Linked DNA regions of Mus musculus: region 1 is linked to region 2. A link is a contact called in public Hi-C data. All regions are on one chromosome and are shown on one strand. The core of a region is the stretch at or near the end of the contact, and the rest is flanking DNA. Distances in the headings are between cores, read along the strand shown.

Evidence for each region. A called contact is a pair of places that touch in the nucleus more often than the background predicts.
Region 1: a contact with region 2 is called in a Hi-C map of bone marrow-derived macrophages, with 1.9 times the contacts expected there. The contact joins two enhancer-like sites. A contact is called at or near these places in 1 of 15 datasets of contacts at CTCF or cohesin (pro-B cells), 37 of 484 Hi-C or Micro-C datasets (the G1E-ER4 cell line, the HPC-7 cell line, Th1 cells and 14 more), 4 of 115 datasets of contacts at active chromatin or transcription factors (differentiating embryonic stem cells, embryonic stem cells and epiblast stem cells) and 2 of 9 other capture datasets (adipose tissue and liver).

Annotation. Positions count from the first base shown.
Region 1 is chrX:20,562,810-20,566,623 of GRCm38.p6, reverse strand. No RefSeq gene overlaps it. Among named protein-coding and RNA genes, the nearest start is that of Rgn, 15 kb to the right of the region's middle. Within about 2 kb of position 2,498, at least 4 of the 459 cell types and tissues checked have an H3K27ac peak or open chromatin away from gene starts, as enhancers often do. A contact at or near this core is called in bone marrow-derived macrophages, where this site is marked.
Region 2 is chrX:20,343,491-20,347,079 of GRCm38.p6, reverse strand. No RefSeq gene overlaps it. Among named protein-coding and RNA genes, the nearest start is that of Rp2, 19 kb to the left of the region's middle. Within about 2 kb of position 1,884, at least 10 of the 459 cell types and tissues checked have an H3K27ac peak or open chromatin away from gene starts, as enhancers often do. A contact at or near this core is called in bone marrow-derived macrophages, where this site is marked.

The DNA.
Region 1 (3,814 bases), core at 1,249-3,748, 220 kb before region 2:
TTATAGGGTTCTTTAATTCCCCAACTGCCTTCTACCTGATGAACTAGACTGTAAATCCCAGGTGCAACTTTAGTCACTGGAGGAGGATTTGGAGAACTTAGCACTAGTGGTGCAAGTTGGAATTTGTCCACTGAAGGCAGAGATTTCTAACTTGATTTCTGCCAGGACAGGTGAGGTCTGTTTGCAAAGACCAGAACTCATTTTTTTTTTTTCAAACAAACAGTGAGACTCAGTGGAGCCAGTTGGGGGTGAGGTGGGGGCTGGGGCAGTGGAAGCAGAAACTGGTAACATAATTTGAGAGCTGAAATCTGGGACAGGGAAGACAGGACTGTGAGTGAGAGTCAGGTGTTAGTGTTTGGTTTAAGGACCCTGGACTCAATCAATGTCTGACAGATGAAGGTCAATGTCCATACTGAGAACTTTAAAAGATTCTGAAACTTTATGAACAAGCTGTCCTGTTTCATTGATACAAATGGAGGCATGAGACTCTGATGGGGAAGAAAGGATGTTAGGGGCTGGAGAAATGATTCAGTGGCTAATAGCGTTTGTTGCTCTTGCAGAGGACCTGAGTTTGGTCCCCAGCACTCACATCAGGTGGCTCACAACTACCTGTAACTCTAGCTCCCGAGCCAGTGCCTTCTGGTTTCCACAGGCACCCACACACACATGCACATGTTGCCCCCACATAATTAAAAATATATCTTTTAAAATAAACAAAAAGGAATAACAGACATTACCATTCACAGCAAAGGCAATAGCCAGACTATTGGCAGCAAGTTCAGGTTGGTTTTTCACATCCCTTATCTCTCAAGGGGGTGATACAGATCTGGGTACATGTGCATGTCTGCACCCGTTGTAGCTGTGTTACAGGAGAGGAACACTGAGCTGGGATTTGTTGTTGTTATCATGAGCGGGTTTTGTGTAGAAGTTACCTACCATTTGTCAAGGGAGTTCTCTGAGATATAACTCGTGTAATGTATTCAGGACTATGCATTTTTGGTATGCCTACCCAAGAAGGTGCAGAGAAGCTCTGGAACTTTTTTAAGATTGCCTTTTGGCAAGTCAAATTCACCACACCATCTTTGTAGTTTGACAAGGTATGATTTGGGAGTTCACTTTAAGTCTGGGCATGCAGGTTAGCCAGAGATTTTAATTGACTGTCAACCAGATGTCAGTTTTAGGAGACTGATTGAGGTGCTGGGAAGATAGCTCAGTAAAGTGCTAGACTTATAAGCATAAGGATCCGAATTTGATTGGAACTCACTTTAAAAAGCTACACATGCTGGTGTTTATAATCCCAGCATTGAGGAGTTGGAGACAGGTGCCCAGTCAACCTAGCCTACTTGGGAAGTTCTAGGTCAACAAGAGACCCTGTCTTTTAAAACAAAATCATTACTTTTGTTTGTTTATTTTTATGTGTACAGGTGTTTTGCCTGCATGCCTTTGCACCATGTGCATACCTGGTGTTTGAGGAGGCCAGAAGAGGTCATTGGATCCCTGTGACTGGAGTTACAGAGGATTGTAAGCTACCATGTAGGTGCTAGGAATTGAACCCAGATCCTCTAAAAGAACAATCTCTAAAAAAAGACTCTGTCTGGGCTGGTGAGATGGCTCAGTGGGTAAGAGCACCCGACTGCTCTTCTGAAGGTCCAGAGTTCAAATCCCAGCAACTACATGGTGGCTCACAAACATCTGTAACAAGATCTAACGCTCTCTTCCGGAGTGTCTAAAGACAGCTACAGTGTACTTACATATAATAAATAAATAAATAAATCTAAAAAAAAGACTATGTCTTAAAACAAAAGTAAAGAATGTGGATGGTGCCTGAGGAATAATACTCAAGATTGTTCTCTGAATTTTTGAAAAATATTTTTTCCTTTTAGGTTTATCTATTTTATGTATATGAGGGTTTTGGCTGCATGTGTATATATGCACTGTGTGTGCTGACAATGGAGGTCAGAAGAGGGTATTAGATACCCAAGACTGGAGTTACAGATTCTTGTACAGATGCCACCTTGCAGATACTGGGAATTGAACCTGGGTCCTCTGCAAGAGCAGCAGGCATTTTTAAAATTTTACTTATTTTATTTATATATGAGTATACTGTAACTGTCTTCATACATACCAGAAGAGGGCATTGGATCCCATTACAAATGGTTGTGAGCCACCATGTGGTTGCTGGGGATTGAACTTAGGACCTCTAGAAGAGCAGTGCTCTTAGCTGCTGAGCCATCTCTCAAGCTTCAGCAGCAAGAATTCTTAACCACTAAGAAAACCCTCTGACTCTGTTCTCGTTGCCTTAACTGTCAACTTGATGCAGTCTAAACTCACTTGAGAAGGGAGTCTCAATTGTGGGTTGCCCAGATCAAACTGGCCCATGGGCATGTCTGTGGGAAGATTGCCTTGATTGTTAATTGGTGAAGGAGGGCCCAGTCCAATGTGGGCCGTACTTCCCTGGGGCTATATAGAAAAGCTAGCTAAGCATGAGTCTGAGAGTGAGTCATCAAGCAGTGCTTCTTCACGGTTTCTGCTGTATCCTTGACTGTGAGTTCACTCACTGGTTAGAGGTAATGCTAAATGGAACAGCAAGCAATCCAGCCTTCAACTTCCTGCCCCGACTTCCCTTCATGATGGGCTGTGATCTGCAAGTATAAGATGAATCAAATACTTTCCTCTCCTAAGTTGCCTTTGGTCAGGGTGTTTTCTTGCAACAGAAAAGCAAACTGGAACAACGACTGACCAGGAAAGGCATAGATAGTGCAGATATTAATGCTTGTCATGCATGGGTGGAGGCTTCCATCACTGGGGAAATGATTATAATCTCTGTCTCACTAGACTGTGTTTCCAGATTTGAAGTTTTAGAGAGGGAAGTTGGGCTAAACTGGCCACTTTTCCTTGAGGTCTGTTGTTCAGGATTTTCAGAGTACTCCACCACAGTCCCTAGAGTTCCTCTGCCATTCCACTATGCTTTGACCTACCTCCTGGGCAGAATGAGTGGCTTAGGCTAGGTAACTGTAACGGGGATAGATGTCTCGTTTATGCTTCTTAGACAATCCCTGATCTCTTGAGTTTTCACAATGAAGTTATGTTGCCCTCTTTGCATATGATAACTTTTGCATATGATCTTTGCATGTGATAACTCTGTTGCTATGTGAATTTCCTTCATTGAAGAATAAAGATCAGAAAGAATCAAGTAGAAACCAAAAAATATGCAGACAAGAGTAGGCATAGGTAGAGAAGGCAAGTCTGGGCTTCTGATGTACCATATTCCCTCAAAAGTCCCAGTAAGGAGGCCTTTGCAGATTGGGCTTGAACCCAGCTCCTGACCTGTATGTACATACATACCAGATGGAGAACTGAGTTAAAGCTGGACCTCCATCCAACTCCAGCCTAACTGCTGGGTGGTACATGCACAGGACACCTGAGCAAAGCTTATGAAAACTGCAACTGACAGTGAAACCACGACTGCAAGAACTTGTGGCTTCAACCTGACTCTATAGGTTCTCTATAGAAACAGACATCAACATTCCTCATAAGATTTTAACAAGATCCAGTCTCACATGCAATATTCAAAATGCCCAGGAAACAATCCAAAAATTACTCACTATATTAAACAATGAATTGCCTAACTTAAGTGGGGAAAAGATTACCAATAGATGTCAAGAGTAAGATCATGCAGGTTTTGGAATGATCTGATATATAATTATACAACAGCTATTACAAAAAATATTGAAAAGGCAATCTTGAAAATTCTGAGAAGAAATATTAAAATGGGCTGAAGAGTGTAGTTCAGAGCTATATCTCCAGCCTGGCA
Region 2 (3,589 bases), core at 635-3,134:
CTACCATGAAATATGAAAATTTCAACTTGTGCAAGTGAACAGGATCGACAGTTGCGAACACCGCGATGACACAGGCTTGGAGCCGTTTCATGATGATTTAAAAATACTTGCCATGTAAGTGCTCCAACAAGCAGTCATGAACACTATTTAAATTGCTGAAAAAATAGAAAGTTACATCAAAGAAAAAAGATACAGCTATGAGCCACATGGAAAGTTCAGAGATGCAAAGTACAACAGTGAAAATTAAGGTAAGTTCACTAGACTGGTAAGATGGCTCAGCAGTTAAGAGCATTGGCTGCTCTTCCAGAGGTTCTTTTGTTTGTTTGTTTGTTTGTTTTTTTTTGAGACAGGGTTTCTCTGTGTAGCCCTGGCTATCCTGGAACTCACTCTGTAGACTAGGCTGGTCTCGAACTCAGAAATTCTGCCTCCCAAGTGTTAGGATTTAATGTGGAAGCTACCACTTTCAGGCCCAGAGGTTCTTAGTACAATTCCCAGCAACCACGTGGTGGCTCAGGACTTCCTATAAGGGATCTGATGCCCTCTTCTGGCATTCGGGTGTACATGTAGCAGAGCACTCATACATTAAAAAAAAAATAATAATAATAATAAAAATTTAAAAGCTCACTAGATGTGTGCAATGCCAGATTGGAGACAAAGAAAAGAGCCAGTCTACAAAAGATAGACAACAGAAAAATATCCAAAATGAACCAGAGGAAAAACAAAGATTTTAAAATAATTAATAGTTTTGGGCATCTATGATAAAACTTAAACATCCACAAACCAAAAATTCAAGAAATGGCACAAACCATAAAAATAAACTTTAGGGCTGGGGAGGTGGCTTAGTCAATGAAGTGTTTTCCACAAAAGCACAAGGACCTGACTCTAGATTCCTAGCACTCATATGAAAAGCTAAGAATAATGACACATACCAGTAATTCCAGAGCTGGGGAGGTAGAGACAAGTGTATCCTGGGGGCTTTCTGCTCAACCAATTAGTTTAATCTTCAAGCTAAAGGTTCAGTGAAAGACCTTGTCTTAATAAACAAGGAGGAGTCAGGTGTCATATTTTGGTCCCTTAATCCCAGCACTTGGGAGTCAAAGGCAGGCTTGTCTCTATGAGTTTGAGTTCAGCCTGGTCTATATAGCAAGTTCCAGGCCAGTCAGGGCTACATAGTGAGACCCTGTCTCAAAAAACAAATAAACAAACAAAAACAACAACAACAAAAACAAGGTAAAGAAGCAATTGAAAACACCATCATTTTGGGGAAGTAACAGTGGCAGGAGCTAGAGACAGTTGATTACATTGCATGGTAGTCAAAAGGCAGAAAAGAAGGATTTAATATTGTCCTGAGCTTGAATTCTTTATTCTTACACAGTTAAGAATCTCCTGCTTAGGGAATGGTGCCTCCTACAGTAGGCTTGTCTCCACACCTCAAGTAAGGTAATCAAAATAATACTCCACAGACATGCTTACAAGCCAACTTCATCTAGATAGTCTTTCACTGGTATTCTCCTCCCAGGTGATTCTAGATTGTGCCAAGTTAAAGCTAACTATTCACCACACTATGTCTTCATCAATAGATTAGTACAATGATATATTCAAATTTTGAATAGACTATCAGTATGTGGTGGAACTGTGGAAGGTAATGAAGGCCTGAGTGGAGGTGATGGGCTGTTGGAAGTATGTTCTTAAATATATGTGACCCCAATCTTGTCTTGTCTCTGCTTCCTAGCTACTGTTAATTCTACCAAACAAGAGTAAAGACCACTACCAAAATTAGTCAAATTCTTAGCAAACTTTTTTATATGTGCACAATATAGCTGGTCTGGTGACTGCCTCTCTCTAAATGCAGGATTTGAGAGGACTGTCCCCAAAATAGGAGAAGTGGAGTTTTTATAGCCTCAAAACTGCAAGGCTAGGGGGTTTCCAAGGGCTGGGGATTTCCAGAGGAGTTTTAGTTACATAGAAACTTGTCAGAATATCTCAAAATTATTTGACAGAACATTTTATCTTATGAGGGTAGAGGTGTGAAGCCCAAGGCACAGTTTGGGTCCTGGACCAAGAAGAATTCCAAGGCTCAAGGTACAGACAGTCCAAATTCCAAAAACCATAAATCTAAGCTTTACAGAAAACAGAAGCAAACTTATTTTGACCTTGTAACAGGATGACTTCTAATTTTAATATGGAGCCAAGTTGGCTCATCACTACCAGGAAGAGAGCCGACCCTGCCATATGTTTCTGCTCACTATCATCAAATTCTGTCTTTCCTCAAGCTAAAAGCAAGCAGAAGATCCATCTACTTTGGAATGAAGTCTTTCATCAAACTAAATCTTTCTTCTTGTTGTATTTCCTGCAGGGCTAGCAATTAAATCCAGGGCTTCATAGCCACACCCCAACCCTCTGACTTTTTTTAAAAATTTATTTATTTATTTTTTTTATTACGTATTTTCTTCAATTACATTTCCAATGCTATCCCAAAAGTCCCTCACCCCCTCCCCCCCAAACCCCCTGACTTGTAAGGGGTTTTGTTTCTCTCAGAGATTTGTCACAGTGATGGAAAGCTAACTAGCACAAATATAAGGGGATGGCAAAAGAAATCTCTTTGTGGTCATGCCACATTTCTATATCATAAAAGATGGTTGCATGAAATCCCAACAATGTGTGCAATAACAGGTTTTGATCATATATTATGTTCATTGTAGACATCTAACTAAGAGTAAAGTTGGCTACACACATCCACTCTGGAGTATTTATGTTGCTAATTCCAAGATAAAATGTTAAAAAAAAAACCAAACTAATGAGAAATCAGTGAGATAAAGGAAGAATAGAGAAGCCAAAGGAATAATCTTTTATATAGACTTAAATATCCTAGGATTTGTTTGAACGGAGGTTGTTAAAGGACTTAGATGGGAAGGGCTCTGACACAGAAGTAGGGACAATAGCCTGACTGGAGTGTGTTTGAGAGAAACAGGAAGGCGAGGGATTAGGAACAATGAATATAGTGTGGAAGAGTGAAGGTATGCTTTGTAAGAAACACAACCAAATAAAATAAAATAAAACAAACAAACAAAAACAAAACCAAAAAAACTCAAACCAAAAAAACACTCAATAACAATAATTCTCATCTCAGTTTCCATGTTCTCTAAGTTACAAGTTAAACTGTAAATTATAGTTCATTGTCAAGAAATGCCTGATGAACATTCTTAGTAGGTTCTGGTGTAAAATATATGATCCTTCTCTGCTTTGTTTTGTAGTTCTGAATTATGTCATCCCCAGGGCCTCTAAGGGATAAATTATGCTACTTGTTAATAACCAGGGTGGCAAGGGACTGTGTTTGAAGATAAGACGGAAAAATAGTGCTACAGATTAATTAATAATGGGACACATCTGGATGTTTTCAGCTCCTAGACTCCAGTAATGATACTATCTCCTTGACTACTGGCAGTTGGGTGCTCATGCCTCAAAAACAAAAACAGTCTTGTAGAAACTTAGACATAATGCATAGAAAATTGCCTTTCCTCTGCAACATAAAAGAAAAAAAATCCCCACTATGATGGTTTCTCCCATCACAATAACAGATTTTGCTATA